Regions from separate parts of the Anser cygnoides genome. Here region 2 is linked to region 1. Evidence: chromatin contacts called from public Hi-C data. All regions are on one chromosome and are shown on one strand. Each heading gives the region's core, a stretch centred on a gene start, on an enhancer-like site or on the middle of the called end of the contact. The rest is flanking DNA. Distances are from core to core; before and after follow the strand shown. Region 1 holds the start of PGM1 (phosphoglucomutase 1). Region 2 holds the start of LEPROT (leptin receptor overlapping transcript).

Evidence for each region. Hi-C and Micro-C count contacts between places; a contact is called where the count stands out from the background.
Region 2: a Hi-C map of liver shows a contact between it and region 1, with 2.3 times the contacts expected there. The contact joins the promoter of LEPROT here to the promoter of PGM1 in region 1. A contact is called at or near these places in 2 of 7 Hi-C or Micro-C datasets (both in liver).

The regions. Positions count from the first base shown.
Region 1 is chr8:31,239,779-31,246,979 of Taihu_goose_T2T_genome, forward strand. PGM1 (phosphoglucomutase 1) reads left to right here and starts at 4,364. Exons shown (of 11, transcript XM_013176136.3): 1 at 4,364-4,754. The coding sequence starts at 4,509. EFCAB7 (EF-hand calcium binding domain 7) reads left to right here. Exons shown (of 14, transcript XM_013176195.3): 13 at 1,284-1,391; 14 at 2,267-4,201. The coding sequence ends at 2,341.
Region 2 is chr8:31,778,140-31,785,340 of Taihu_goose_T2T_genome, forward strand. It overlaps LEPROT (leptin receptor overlapping transcript), which reads left to right and starts at 2,723. Exons shown (of 4, transcript XM_048062160.2): 1 at 2,723-2,876; 2 at 2,993-3,068; 3 at 3,636-3,822; 4 at 5,076-7,201. The coding sequence starts at 2,861. The coding sequence ends at 5,192. It overlaps DNAJC6 (DnaJ heat shock protein family (Hsp40) member C6), which reads left to right. Exons shown (of 19, transcript XM_067001264.1): 19 at 1-2,011.

The DNA.
Region 1 (7,201 bases), core at 3,114-5,613:
CGTCTGGAAAGAAATAATAAAAATGCAGTTTTATTTATCTGCCTTCTAAGCTTTCCACAGTGTAAGCAGTCTGATCATGTCTTCAGTTATTGTGCTGGTGATTTCAATGGAAATAATTGTGTCTTTGTTATTCTGTAATTAAATTAAGAAAATGTACTATACAGGCTATAGTAGCATGTCCTTAGGCCTCGAGTCTGCATATTGCCTGGGGTAAACTGGTGGTTAAGGAATTTTCCATTACCTCAGCTTTCAGTTTTTTATATATTGGATCCTTCTGGGAAGCATTTGCACACCTCTAGTAAGAGTGTCTGTTCTTTGAGTGGCTGTACTTATATTTATTTAGTCAGATATTTTTTAAAATCTCTGCTAAGGTTAGCTGCTTTTCTCAAGGGAGAGTTTGGAACAAACCATGAGCAGCAGATTGTGATGGGTCACATCTTGACGAGCATCTCTTACAAATACCTGTGTGTGGTGTCTTTGATTTGTGACAGTCCAAGTGGTCATTTATTTATGAAAGGAGGTGAAATATGAAGGAATATGAATACTCCTTACGTTGGGCATTTCACGTCACTTGTTAGGAGCCTAGTCTCCACTGAATGCCTACATGGTTGGTGAGAATTTGAGAACGTATAATATGAGCTCCTGAGGAAATGGCCTTTTGCTGGAGGGTTAGGATTTTTGAAAAGTAGAATGGCTATACAATATCAGATAAAGATTATTTTAAGTCAGTGCCCTGTCTCCAAAAATGTCCTGCAGGGGATATTGCAAGTACAAAAACTGGGTAAACATCTAGCGACACTTCTCCAGATCACAGTCCTAGCCACTAGTGATCTGCAACTCAAGGACTACTTGGGACAGAAATGTGTTCTTTGTGCTTAAAAACCCTCCACGTATTTTTTTATTATTATTTTTATTTATTTATTTATTTTTAGTAAGAATTTGTCCAGTCACCTTTTGAAACTATGTAAAGTTTTAGCATCTGTAACACTGTGTGGCAAATAGTTGTCTCACTTAACTGTGCTCCCAAGTTGCACCTTCAAAAGTGCTGAAGTTAATTCAATCAGCCTTAAGTGACTTTTGAGAATGGATTTGGGCTCTGATGATGCTAAGGTACATTTGAAATTTTTACTCTTCGGAGAGAATAGCCATCAACATCCTGAAAGTCCTCGTACCCTGTAAAAATAGCATCGTTGAGGAAGTAAGAGGATTGTGTGATTGTTACATAAAGAGCAGCCACTTAACCTTTAAGGCTAATGAGCTTCTTCATGTTTTTTCATTTGCAGTCTGAAAACAAAGTGATAATTCATGTCAACAATGAGCAGAGTAAGAACTGCCTAAGTAACAGGGGACTTACCGTTTTTGCTGTGGAAGTGGCACCAAAATCCATGACGGTAAGATTTTTCTAGTTTAGCCAATTCAAAATCTGAGCAAAAAGCAAAAATCATGTGACATCTTTGCAGTTTCCTTTTGCAAGTCTTTTGTCATGATAAAGAGCATGTGGATAGTGGAGAAGTCTGTTTTCACCACCAGTACAGATCAGATACAGCTCTTGATATTGCAGAGCTGCAGGCATGTTTGATGTATCCATGTTTCCCAGCGCAGATTGCTGTATGCAGCTGTTCAGTTTTTCATACATGTATTGAACTGAAACAGGCACATGTGCCACTTACTGATACTTTTTAATATTATTTTTCTAAGGCTGTGTTTTTTTTTCCTTAACCAATTTTAATCAGATATATAGATGGCTTTGAGAAGCACACCAAGAATGTGCTAGTCAGAGGCAAAAATATGGTGATATTTTTCTTTATTCATTTATGAAGAAAATCCAGTTTTTATTATTCTAAAGCTACGGTCTCTTTCTTTCAGTGAAGAGGCATCCAAACGATTTTATGTTTCACAGCTTTCTAGTGTGGATGCATTCAGATCCACTTTAATCAGTCCCAAGACACTGGCAGGGTATAGGCCTATTTTAATATTGCTACTGACAATTTAGATATCTATAGCCTGCTCCTGTAAGGTGTTTTATTAATTTTAATTTCTGCTTCATTCAGTACAAATTGTAGGCTCAGCATCCCTTGTGGATTTTTTGCTGTCATGCAATTAAATTAAATACTAAGATCTCATTAGAGATGCTGAATGTGTGTCATTTAATGTTTGTGATATAAGTTCTGAAACACTTAATTTTGCTTACATAATATTTTAGGTATCATACACACAATTCTTCAATAAACATCAGTTTCACCTATGTTTTCTCTCTTGTATGCAGGTTTCTCAGCATGTGATGCCGCTGAACGAGCAGGAAGAATGGCTTTACAATTGTGTACATTCCCTTTTACGTTAAACATTCTAGTTAGAGAGCTGTTTCTTGGCAGTGTTCAAACTAAGCCACGATTTATTTTTTTTTTGGCAGCTTCTGCTGGACCATTTCTAGTCTTGTCCTTCTCCAAAGCTGGCTGCTTCTCAGAGTTTCATTTGTTAAAGCCAGTGAATCACATAAGTACTTATTTATTTCTGGAATCCCACTTTTGCTAATGGCTTTTAAGAAACATGAATAGCAATAGCATAGGGATGGAATAACCGTAAGTATGTAAAATCCTTTGACAGAGTAGAATATTCACATACTGCCTAATGAAATACATTGGCATGAAAACGTTGAGAGACAATAAAAGTAAGTACTGTTCAGTAATATAGCTGACAGTTGCAACATAATTGTGCTTTATAAGGGCTAGTTTCCCTAAGTATGCCCTTATTTTCTGTAATACGTAAGGTAGTTCCATCACATGCCGGAACTGCTTCACTAAGAAAAAACTTTCGTTAAATTGGTCTGATGGATTCCTGATTCAACACTCCTGTGATTTTTATGTGAGAAATATAAAGGGGTGGGGTTCTTTAATCACCTGGTAAAGGATTTGATTTTTTTCTTTTTTTTGATATTATTTTCTTTTATTTTTGTAACTTAATAATACTTACCTTACTTTTTTTCTAAATGATTACCAACTGTTTTTATATTCTTTCATATAAAATAAAGTCTGGCTTTTCACATGTGATAAGGAAATAACATTCATTGAGGAAGGCAATTTTATTTTGTGCTCCTGACTGTTAACTGCAATTAATTATTTCAAAGGTAACTGAAGCAAGGAGGCTAAAGTCCACTAATATAGGCTGCAATAGAAATGAGAAACAACTTCGAGGTACTAAAAATATCCAGGCTGTTATGTTTTTCTAGTTCCTTTAAATGTCTGTTAATGTAAAAAATGATGACCCTGGTCACTGGATGCTTAAAAAGTGCTTGAGTTTAAAATAGCCATTAAATGTATGTGACCTCATCTGCAAGGGCAGCAAGAAGTCCTGAAAAGCTATATTTATCTGCCAGCAACTCCTGTACTCTGGTGTTCCTCTGCTGTAATCGTACACTGGGAAAGTAAATGTCAGTTACAAAATGAGAGTGCTGCTAGAGGCTGGCTGTGATTTATGCGCTCCAGCAACTGGTGCTCAAGGAGGTCTACTGGTGATCGTTCTTTTTTTTTTCTTCTTCTTCTTTCCCCCCCCTAGCAAGTACAGCAGATATCATTTCATTTCCAGAACTGTCTGGAAGAAGTGTTAAGAGACTCCACATATTTTTGGTAACTTCCAGCCAACAACACAGAGCTCTGTAAATGCTGCCTCAGGCAACGTGTGGCTACATCACAAGTTCCCAGTTGCATCTCGGAGAAGGAACAGGGAAATTATGAGGCACGGTAAAAAATGAGCTCTGCCGTATTTTGCCCTTCTTCTGTTTATGACATCAGTCTCAGTAGACGCAGCAGGAATCGATCTGCTGTTCCTCCTGCGTTTCAGGACAGGAATGCTTAAAACTGAGAGACGTTCTTGGCTGAGAGCTCACTGCGTGTGGAAGGACTTGATTTCGCTGCAGTTAAGGTGTAGTGAAACATGACACAGCAGCAGGGCATGGAACCGCGTTGCTGTCCTGATCTCGCTGTTAAGAAATTTCATTATCTGGCTTTTTGAGGGGGAACATAGGCAAGTTCTCTGCTCCGAGGCAGTTTCCACCCTTCTTGCCCAGGAGATCAGAAGCGAGACCTCAGCCGTATCCGCTGGGTGTTCTCCCCTTTGCTCCAATCCCAGGCACCATAAAACCCTTCTGGCCACCACCTGAGGCCGATCACAAGGACTCAGCTACCGGCTGCCCTCCTCGGGGGGGAGGCAAGGGGAGGCAAAAAGTGGCGAGAGCCGTGACACCGCGGAGCCGTGACACCGCGGAGCCGTGACAGGAGGCGGCGGCCTGGCCGCCCGGGCCTCCCTCACCACCCCCGGGGGCGGCCTCAGAGCGGCGGGCCGGGCTGCGCGGGCCTGACCCGTGCTGAAGGAAGCCGAAAGGGGCCGAAGAGTACCAGCCCAGCCCGGCTGCGCCTTTAAGGGGCGTGGAGCGGGGCCGTGCCGAGCCGAGCCGTGCCGAGCCCAGCCCGCTCCCCCCGCGGCCGGCCCGGAACTGCCAGCGGCTGCCGGCCATGGTGCGCATCGTGACGGTGAAGACCAAGGCGTACGGCGACCAGAAGCCCGGCACCAGCGGGCTCCGCAAGCGGGTCTCCGTCTTCCAGAGCAATGCCCACTACGCCGAGAACTTCATCCAGAGCGTGCTGGCCACCCTGCCGCCGGCCGAGCGCCAGGAGGCCACGCTGGTGGTGGGGGGGGACGGCCGCTACTACATGCGGGACGCCATCCGGCTCATCGTCCGCATCGCCGCCGCCAACGGGGTACGTGCGGCTCGGGGCCGAGCCCGGGAGGGACGAGGAGGAGGAGGAGGAGGGAGGCTTCCTCTGCCATCCGGCCTCCTCCAGAAAAGCGGAGCTGAGGATGCCGGGGGGCAGCGTCAGGCGCTGGGGGGGAGCCTGCTGCGCCGGCAGAAATCGGGCGCCTCGGTGTCTGTAAAAGCTAAGGGGGCAAAAGCGCGGCTAGGCCACCTGGGGGCAAAAATTTGAGCTCGCTGCTTTCTGACGGAATAAGGAAGTGGATGAGTGCCTTTTGGAGCCGTGCAGAAATGTGCCTTCTGTGCCCCGGGGTGGGTGCCCAGCCGTCAGCCCGCGCCCCCTGACAGCACCAGCACACACGGTCGATGCAGCCTTCCCTGGCAGAAAAGCGGCCGGCGCTGGTTTATTTATCAGCTCTGAGGAGAGTTGGGGCTGAAATGTGCGCTGACAGCACCTTGGGTCCCAGTGACCGAGCAGGCTGGGGGACGTGGGGCTTCAGCCCCGGTTGGTGCGGGTGTCGTGGGACATGGTGGCCCGCCAGGGCCTGAGGAGCTCCCCTCCTGCACCTCGCCTCAGCCCCACAGCGAGCAAGGCGCCGAAGGCTGTGGCTGAGCTGGGGACCCCTCAGGAGGGGCTCGAGCCCTGTGCTTGTGGCCGTGCAGCGCCCAGGGGTCCGCTCACCAGCGGGCATTTGGCCTGCGGCGTTTTGTCCAAGTTGCTTCCAAGCGCTAGGGCAGAATTGGCTCTGAAGAAAGAGAAATGTTCTGGAAAGGCAAGAGGAAACGGGAGGAGAAAGCAGGTGGGTGAATAAGTGGGTTAAGAGGCACGACACTGCTATACGAAGTGGGAAGTTTTACTTTAAAAGCTTTTCGTTCTGAATCGTTAATTTATAAAGCAAGGAAACGGCCGTGGCCTGAGACAAAATGTTAGACTTCTTCAAGCAAAAATTAAGTGATATGACAGCTCTGCCAGTCATCTGCTTCATCTGCTTGCAGGGTTCTTTATGCCCTTGTTGTAGCAGAATAGAGACAGTGGTGCGGGCTTTCTGGAGTGCTGGAGGGAGCCATGAAATAAACTCCCCCCTCCCCAGCCACCCTGGAAAATATGAGGAGGACTGGCAGGTCAGAAGTGCTGCAAAATCATAGATTTCAGTATCCTATTTTAAAAAAAAGAGGGGGAAAAAGACCTCAAAGGTTCATTAAAGAAATGAGAAAACTACCCCTCAAATCCTTTAATAACTGAAGAGCAGATATAAATCTGAGTAAGGAACCAGAAGGAGGCACGGTGAAGTGCCCTGCAGAGTGCAGGGATATTGAAAGCTTGATACAATCCTGTGACAATCCAGTGATTCTGTGACAATTGCTGGCTAAGTTTGAATTGCACAGGCTTAAACGAAGTTTGGCAATGCAATACTCGAGTGTGGCAAAACCATCAGGTCCCAAGAAATGAGGTAACTGAAGATAGAAAGTGTCTTTATTCAATGCATAATGCTTGTTTTTAATGAATTTCTATGCATTTGCTTTTGTGTTTTGGAGTGGTTAGGGGATGCTTGCTTCATGGTTTTTCTCTGTAATCGCAAGTGCTAGTTCTCTGGTAGGCTCTTACTCAACTGCACCGTGGTAGCTATGAAAATCCTGTTTCTTCGTAATGGATGTGAAGTAACTGGAGGTCACCCACCCTTCAGAGAGAAGGGTGACCTCCTTCGGTTAATGTGTAAGAAAGCGTGCTGCAAACACATGGCAGCAGGTTCCTGGAAACTGTTTTGGCCTGAGCGCTGGGGCCTGCGGGGGTCTCCTGATTCCAGCAGCCAGGTCTCAGAGGAAGGCTCCGTAATCTCATGGTGAGAAATACTAAATAATATAGAGGAAAACTGGACACCCAAAGCACGAGTGCTGTTTTGTCTGTAGGGAAGTGATTATTACAGTGCATGCAAGGGGATCCACTGTATAGGTCCACTGGATACTAAGAACGTGGTAAAACTGAAAAACAAGTAGTAGGGAGTAAAGATATAATAAAGCCAAGTTTGGGCTACGGGCCTTTCTAACGTAACCTTTCTGCTTGTTTTGATCACCAAGGTATGTCGTACCAGGATGCACTCACTTGTCTAACAGCGGCCAGCCCACCTCCTGTGCCAAAGCAGTGCTGGAGAGCCGTATTTCTGGTCCTAGGGAGTAAGAGGTGAAGGGGTCACTACTTTAAAATCCTCGGCCTTTAAGATCTGGCTGAGTGGTCCTCTCAAAGCCACAGGAGAAACAGGAGTACGGTTCATGATTGTTAGTTTTACAAAGTAAAAGGCGAGGATACTAAAAAGTGAGTTTTAGTTTGGTCTGTATCTGGAATGGTTAATATATACCTAAATACTGGCATTTGAATAGCAACACCTCAATTTGTAGTTCCGTGATTAACAAGTGTTTACCTTATTTACAAGTTTGCCTGTATGAAAGTAAACTGAA
Region 2 (7,201 bases), core at 1,473-3,972, 540 kb after region 1:
ATACTTATCATGAAGAACAAGAGAAAGGTTTCCTTATACTTGTTTCAGGAATCCTGAGCTCAAAGGAACTCTAGCCACCTGGCTTGCCATATGGGAGCCAAGGGGCTACAGTTACTTGTAACTTTTTTTTTCCCCTTTGGATTCTAGTGGGGTGAGAGAGAACACATTCTGGGAAAAGGTGGAATTGTTCTGTCTCTGACGCAGTGTATCTGGTGAATTTCCTACTTTTTTTCTGTGTGCAAAATGTGATATGGCAACACTTCACTTGAGTTCTATAACTGGTGGTGAAGCCCAGACTTGGATGTACTTTCTTCCTAGGTTTGAATCAACCTTTATCAAATTTAAGTGCTCATTATAGGCACATTTCTAACAGTCACCATTTGCTGCTTAATTGCTCATGTAGTATAGTATGTCTGAGTAGAGACAAAGCCGAAGCCTGGGTTGATCAGTGTGGCAGCTTACTGCTGCTTTACGCATTAATACTGTACTTCACCTCACAGTCCAGCAGTGAAATGTATTGAACAAATTCCTCAGCATCATGGAGCCAAGTGTCTTTAAAGCAAAGAACAAGTAATTGATGTTAAACTGCACCTTGTTGGCTTGTTAAACAGCAGTTCTGGGGGAATAATGAGCTGGGAGGAAGGGTGGTAACACAGTTGTAAAAAGGGAAGAATGAGCACTGTACTTCCCATGAAGTTCTCATCAGTAGGTTGAAAGCATCAAACAAAATAAATGTCAACAAGCTAAAACTCTGCTGAGAAGTTTTAGAAACTTCCTAGACTATAGGTAACACTTCCCCTCCTGAGCATTCAGAAGACTTTTTCCAGCCCACTTGCATCACCTCTATGCCTTTATCAGCTCCAGAACATGTGGCAAAGGCTCTTGGCAGAATGCAACCCATTGCAATTTCACTTTCAGACCACGGTGTACAAGCTGTCATGTAGACATCTGTGGGCCAGGTCTGATTTTTGAGGTAAATACAATGCAAATTGATTATCTTAGAAGTTTGTTTTGGACCAAAGCAATAATATCACAGTGAAATATCTTTGCTGAAGCATCTTTCCTAGTTAAAAACGAAATTATGCTCCTCACCCCAAATCTGACTTTATCCTTTTATAGAATCGCTAAAGCTAGCAGTTCATTTACCAACAAATCGTATCTGTATTTGAGCTTTGAGAAGGCAGGTATATTGAAGATAGGCAGGAAATCATTTGTATTTACTGCTTGAGGAACAGGTTGCCATCTGATTCGAGTCTTTAAAGCTGGTAGTTTTTAAAGACAATCCACTTGTTGTTGCACTTAAATTTTCAAGTGGCAAAACTTTTACTGCAAAGACAGTGTGTCAAAGTACATTGCTTTCTGTATAAAAGTCATCCTTTTGTTGTATCGGTCCATTATTTACTACCAGTAATTGAAAATGTGAAACCAACACATAGGTCTCCTTTTATATAAAGGACCTTAAGATAATAGTAACAAACTGGATGTTATTTATTAATGTTTTGATCCAGTATGTGCTTGTCTTATTTAAAGAGATATCTGGAATGTGAATTATGTTCCTGTGATTTGTTGGTTTGTTTCTCATTCACATTTGTAGATATTGTGACCTATGCCTATATAATAAAAAGGATCTCATTACTATAATGTACTTTTTTAATAATGAAAACTACATTAGCTTTGTATCAAGTTTGTCATGGCAAAAAACTCTGGATATTCATGTTCACAAGATCCAAATCCATCATTAAACTTTATCTACCAAAAGAAACCTTACCCCACTTAAACTTTGATTACTTCATCCCTAATGTTTTTATGGATGCATGAAAGTATTAGGACGTATGTATATCAAGATAATTAACTAAAAAAAAATTCTTGTCATATCTGGTAGTGACAGAGGTTATCAATGTTCAGGTTTACTGTTTGACTAAATTATTGTAATTTTTGTAAATACAGTATATACTCAATGAAATTGTGACTGGTCTAAAACATTTGTATATACATTAAAAGCTCAAATTAGCATTCTGGTATGTTTTGTGCTTGGAGGGGGGGAATTCTGCCTTCTTGCTTTCAACACAGTTCAGGGTACCTTCTCTGTAAGTGCTGGATAAGCAAAAAATCTGAGTATATTGCAGGTCCCAAATGGTAGCAGTAGCTGTACCAAGATGTAAACTTGTATTAAATTTCCTGGGTTTTATTTTTTTTTGAAATAACTTGTCTGTATCAGACCAAACATGGAGTGAGAGGTCATAGCCCAAGATGGGGGCTATCTGAAGAAAATCTCACTTGGGAGGCGGGTTGTAAGGGCTTTGCAAAAATTGTTACTTCAAAAAGGTGGCTTTTGTGCCAAAGCTTCACCTTTGTATGATGAGGAGCCAAAACCATTAATACTTGAAGAAGCCTGCCCTAAAAGCGACGTGCCCGTCGTGGCGGAACTGGGGGTGAGCTGGGGCCTCCTGTCACGGGTGGGTGCTGCTGGGGGAGGCACAAGGAGACAAGCAGGTAGCTGGGCTGTTTGGGGCAAGACAACAGGTTTTGGAGGGGGCTGTGTGAAGCTGTGCTTGTGTACTTGAGCGGTGCCTGGGCTCCCCTCAGCCGCCTCAGCGCCTGACAGGAGCTGGCGCAGCACCGCCCCGTTACCATGGCGACGGCCGGCTCGCGGCCCGCCCCTTCCCGCCTCCCGCCCCTTAAAGGGCCCGCAGCCCCTTTCCCGAGCCGGGCCGGCGTAGCGCGGGGATCTCCTCCGGGCCGCTTCCGGCCCTTTAAGGCGGCCGCTGACGTGCTGGGGACGGGCGGGGCGGAGTGGCGGCAGGCGGAAGCGGCGGGCGCCACCTCAGCGGGGCCGCGGAGCTGGGCGCCGGCCGGGAACATGGCGGGCATCAAAGGTACCGGCCCCCCCCTCCCCCTCACCCCCCCAGCACCCCTGAGGGAGCGGCGCGGCCCCGCTCCCGGTCACCGACGGTCACCAACGGTAACCAACCGCCGCCTTGTCCCCTTGCAGCTCTCGTGGGGCTGTCGTTCAGCGGAGCCATCGGGCTGACCTTCCTCATGCTGGGCTGCGCCCTGGAGTACTACGGGTGAGCCGCTCCTCCTTCCCTCACGCCTTATTATTATCATTATTATTATTATTATTTAAACACCCCCCCCCTCGGGGCTTCTCACAGCCCAGCTGGAGCCAGTGGGAGCGCTCACGGGGCGCGTGTCCCACCCAGGGCGTGCCTTCGTGGCTGGCTCGGTTTTGGGCTGAAATCCCTCAGATTTGGGAAAGCTTCCGCTGCTTCCCGTCCTTCCGCGTCCCGTCCTCCTGCGTCTCCTCTGGGACTGCGGTTTCCGTGAGGTGGCGGCGCGAGTTGAGTCAGCGAGGTGATGCAAACAGAAGTAAGCGAGTTTTAGGGCGTGCCAGGGAGGCCCCTGCCCCGTGTGAGGCCGTGGGAGCACTGATCCTGCCAGGCAGGGCAGGGGGGTGGAGGGGGGCCCTTTCTGGCAAAAGCTTCTGCTTAAATCACTTTTTTAAAACCCAGTTTTCCAACCACAAAGTAGGGCAGCAGCCTGTGCAATCGCTTTTTTCTAAACAGAACTTACTTCCCGTTAAAGCGCGCGTCTAATCTGACAATGTATCTTTTTTTTTTTTTTTCTCTCCCCAGCGTGTACTGGCCGATGTTTGTCTTAATATTTTACTTCATCTGCCCCATTCCCCACTTCATCGCAAAGAGAGTGAGTGACGACAGCGACGCGGCCAGCAGCGCCTGCAGGGAGCTGGCGTATTTCTTCACCACTGGGATTGTGGTCTCCGCCTTTGGGTTTCCCATAATCCTGGCACGGGTCGAAGCGGTGAGTTCGGCTAGTTATCTTATAAGAAACCAGTTACTGAGTATAACCTTTAAGTGTGCCCTTGTTTCTTCCTAAGCCAGGTGAGCCACTTGTGTTGGTAAATCCTTTCAATAATTTCTTGATTGCGATATTTCTAGATTTTGATGAAAACTGTCACTGCTGAAACTCGTGTCTGTGCAGCTTTGTGACCTGAACAAATGACTTACATGACTAAAAAGTTTTTAGATGTTTTCTTCTAGCTTTGCTGTGGTCCACTACAAGATATTGCCTCCTCCTTCATCTCATGCCTTTCTCTGTCATCAGCTTTTCCAGTGCTTCTTACACCACCTTTCTTATTTTTATCTCAGAATGTCTGCTTTGTCCATGTAGGATGCTGAAAACTTGGTGACTGGAGCACATTATCAGTTAAAAGATAAAAGGCCAGACTGCCAGAACTGCCCTCCTGGTTTTCAGAGCATTTCTCAAGCTCATGCTTTGTCCTCTCAAAGTCTGAGGAAATTCTGTTAACTTTGCTTTGCTTTATGAACTGCTCTTCAGTGGTGAGATTTTTGTCACTTTTATTTCCAAGGCAAAGAACTCTTTTGTCCTGTCTCCCAAACTGCCTAATGAGATTCTTGTGTTTGTATTTTTTTTTCCCCTTTGGTCTTTCAGTTTTGCCTAAAGCTTTGTCTGCTTAGCTTTAATTTATTTTTAACGCACAATTTCCCAACGCTACGTTTTTGTTCGGTTGTGGACCCGACAATAGGCAGAACCAGAAGTGACCACGAGGGGGAACTCTAATTCATAGCTGTATCTTTTAAGAGTAAATGTCGTTTATTAGAGTAAACTTGGCTAGGCAGATAGTTACAGAAAACTGTTTACCTTTAAGGCCCTGTGCTGTTTTCTGTGCTTGTTCCTGGCATTTATTTGAAAGCCTATCTTTTATTTTCATACGTAGTATTTAAAAGAGAACGCTAATCTAACTGGGTTTTCCTGTGACATAGGTATGTTTTAGTGACTTGTATGGCAAGGTAATCGTTTTGGTCTAGAATATAGCACCATTAGTCTGTCTGTTGAAGTCTTGTGTTAATAATGAGTAGTTGCTAATTAAGTAATTAGTAGTATAAATTGAAGTATTTATAGTTTGTTTTTTCTCTTCATGCTTTTAGCACCTTTCTGTAGTATTTTGTTTAGTTTATCTAATGCATGTAATTAACTGGCCTGTACCTGTCTTATGAGAACTGCTTTGATTGTTTCATTTCCTTGCATTTCAGATCAAATGGGGAGCCTGTGGCCTGGTGCTGGCTGGCAATGCAGTCATTTTCCTTACTATCTTAGGCTTTTTTCTTGTGTTTGGTAGAGGAGATGACTTTAGCTGGGAGCAGTGGTAGGACCTCACCCTGACGCTGGTAACGTTTTGCAGCGTACATCACCGTGTGTAGCCTCTGTGTGTATCTGTGTCTGTATTGCAGCATATGTGTGTGTGCACGCCGGGGCGTACGTGTGTGCATATGCATGTAATGTAGTTTTCCATTATCAGATCATAACGTGCTTTTTAAAATGTCAGCCAAGGGGGAAGGGCCTTTGTGGCAGCTCTCTTAACGTGTTCAGTAAAAGCTGGGATCACCCTTGCAAATTTGTCCGCAAAGAAGTTTGCAAAACGGTTTTACTCATTTGTTTTACTCATTTTTTCAGTATATATGCATTAATTTCTGCTCTAATCAGAGTAGTATCATTGTATGAGATGTTGGTCAGCATGTCTGTGTTTTGTTATTTTTAACCATGTAATCAAAATAGGTCAATAGAAAGATTATCCTACTTACTGTTGTTCAACGTGATTGCCTTTCTACTTTGATTATGGATAAATGAGTACTTGCTTTCCATTTGAGTAATTGTTATTCTAGTTGGTTTTCCTCATAACAAAAAAATAACAAACATAAGTTATGCGAACTCTTTTATTACCTAATGAAAAAAAAAATGGTTAAAAATCCTCCCTTCCATTTATGGTGTTCATTTATAAACTACTCTTTCCCCCCCCTAAAGATACTCTTGATTTGTCCCTCTTCAACTTAATGACTGTAGATGTATTTGGGGAATAATCTAACGCATTTTAATGCTCAGAGCTGACATTACTTCTCTCGAAGGTTCACGGAGGAAGAAACTACTCTCAGGACACTTACAGTCACAACACAGCATACAACTCTATTCCTGTGTGTAAAATGCTTAAATCGCAAAGAAGTGAGTGTTCTGCTGGGTAGGACTTATCTCCTCAGTTCTCATTGCTTTTAAAACGTACTTACTCAAACTACTTTTCTTGTCTGTAAGAGAAGATCATTATATTAAAACTATATTTTTCTGATGGCATTATCTTACTAAACATTCACATAAAGTTTACATTTATAAGCGAGATTGTTACTATTTTGTCTTGCTGAATCCTTTGAATTCTGGAAGCGTGTAACTTTACACAAATGCATTCTGATACAACCCTAAGTCTAGAAGACTTTTCAGTAGTCTACAAAGGGATAAAAGAGGAGACACGTAGACACGTTAGTTCATTATTCCGTAGGAAAATGGACATAAGGAGATTCCTGTTCTGTGAAGTAAGAAACTGAATTCCCACGTGGGGTATGTTTTACTGTTGAGTTCTTTAGATTAGCAGATTGCAAGCGAGTATTTTATAATTCATTTTAGCTCACAGCTGACTGCTGTCACCCAGCATTAACTGTAAGGGACCTTGTGCAAAGAGGTAACAGAATCAACTCTACGAGATGTGGCAGCTTCACTGTTGCAATGGTTTCTGCCTACTAAATTGTATGGAACTACTTATGATGCTCTCCAAACTCCCTCGTTACTGGTGTACTGCAAAACGGAGTCCTGTGGATTGCTGCACAGAGCAAAGCTTAACAGGTTAATGAATGTTAACTGAGCACTCTGATACTTGGTCTTTTGTTCACTCTCAGGGCCCTAGGAAAGAAACAAAAACCACAGTATAAAAGTCATTCTGGGGACCAAGTAACACTTGTAGTAGCACTCCAACAGGAATGTGGAGTGTCGTGTTTCAGGAAGGTAAATAATTCTTGTATTTGATTAGATAGAAAGCTGTTAATGACATGCTTTAAATGCAAACTTCAGGTGTGTAGAAGGTGAACACTTCAGTGCTGAGGAATGCCGAGTAGCTCTAGTTCATACTGAAGTGTGCCTTAAGCTGTCATTCTTGTAAAAGAAGAGTTAACAGTAGAGGACAAGTTTTTTTTTCTGAAAGTTAATGCTTCCTCACAGATGAAGCAGGAACATGCCTGTAAAGATGCTGGGTGTAAACAAGTTGTCTGCCAGTTTCTTCTTCCTCACTTCAAGTGAAATCTGCTGTGTCCTACTGATTTGTAAAGTACTATTGGGGAAA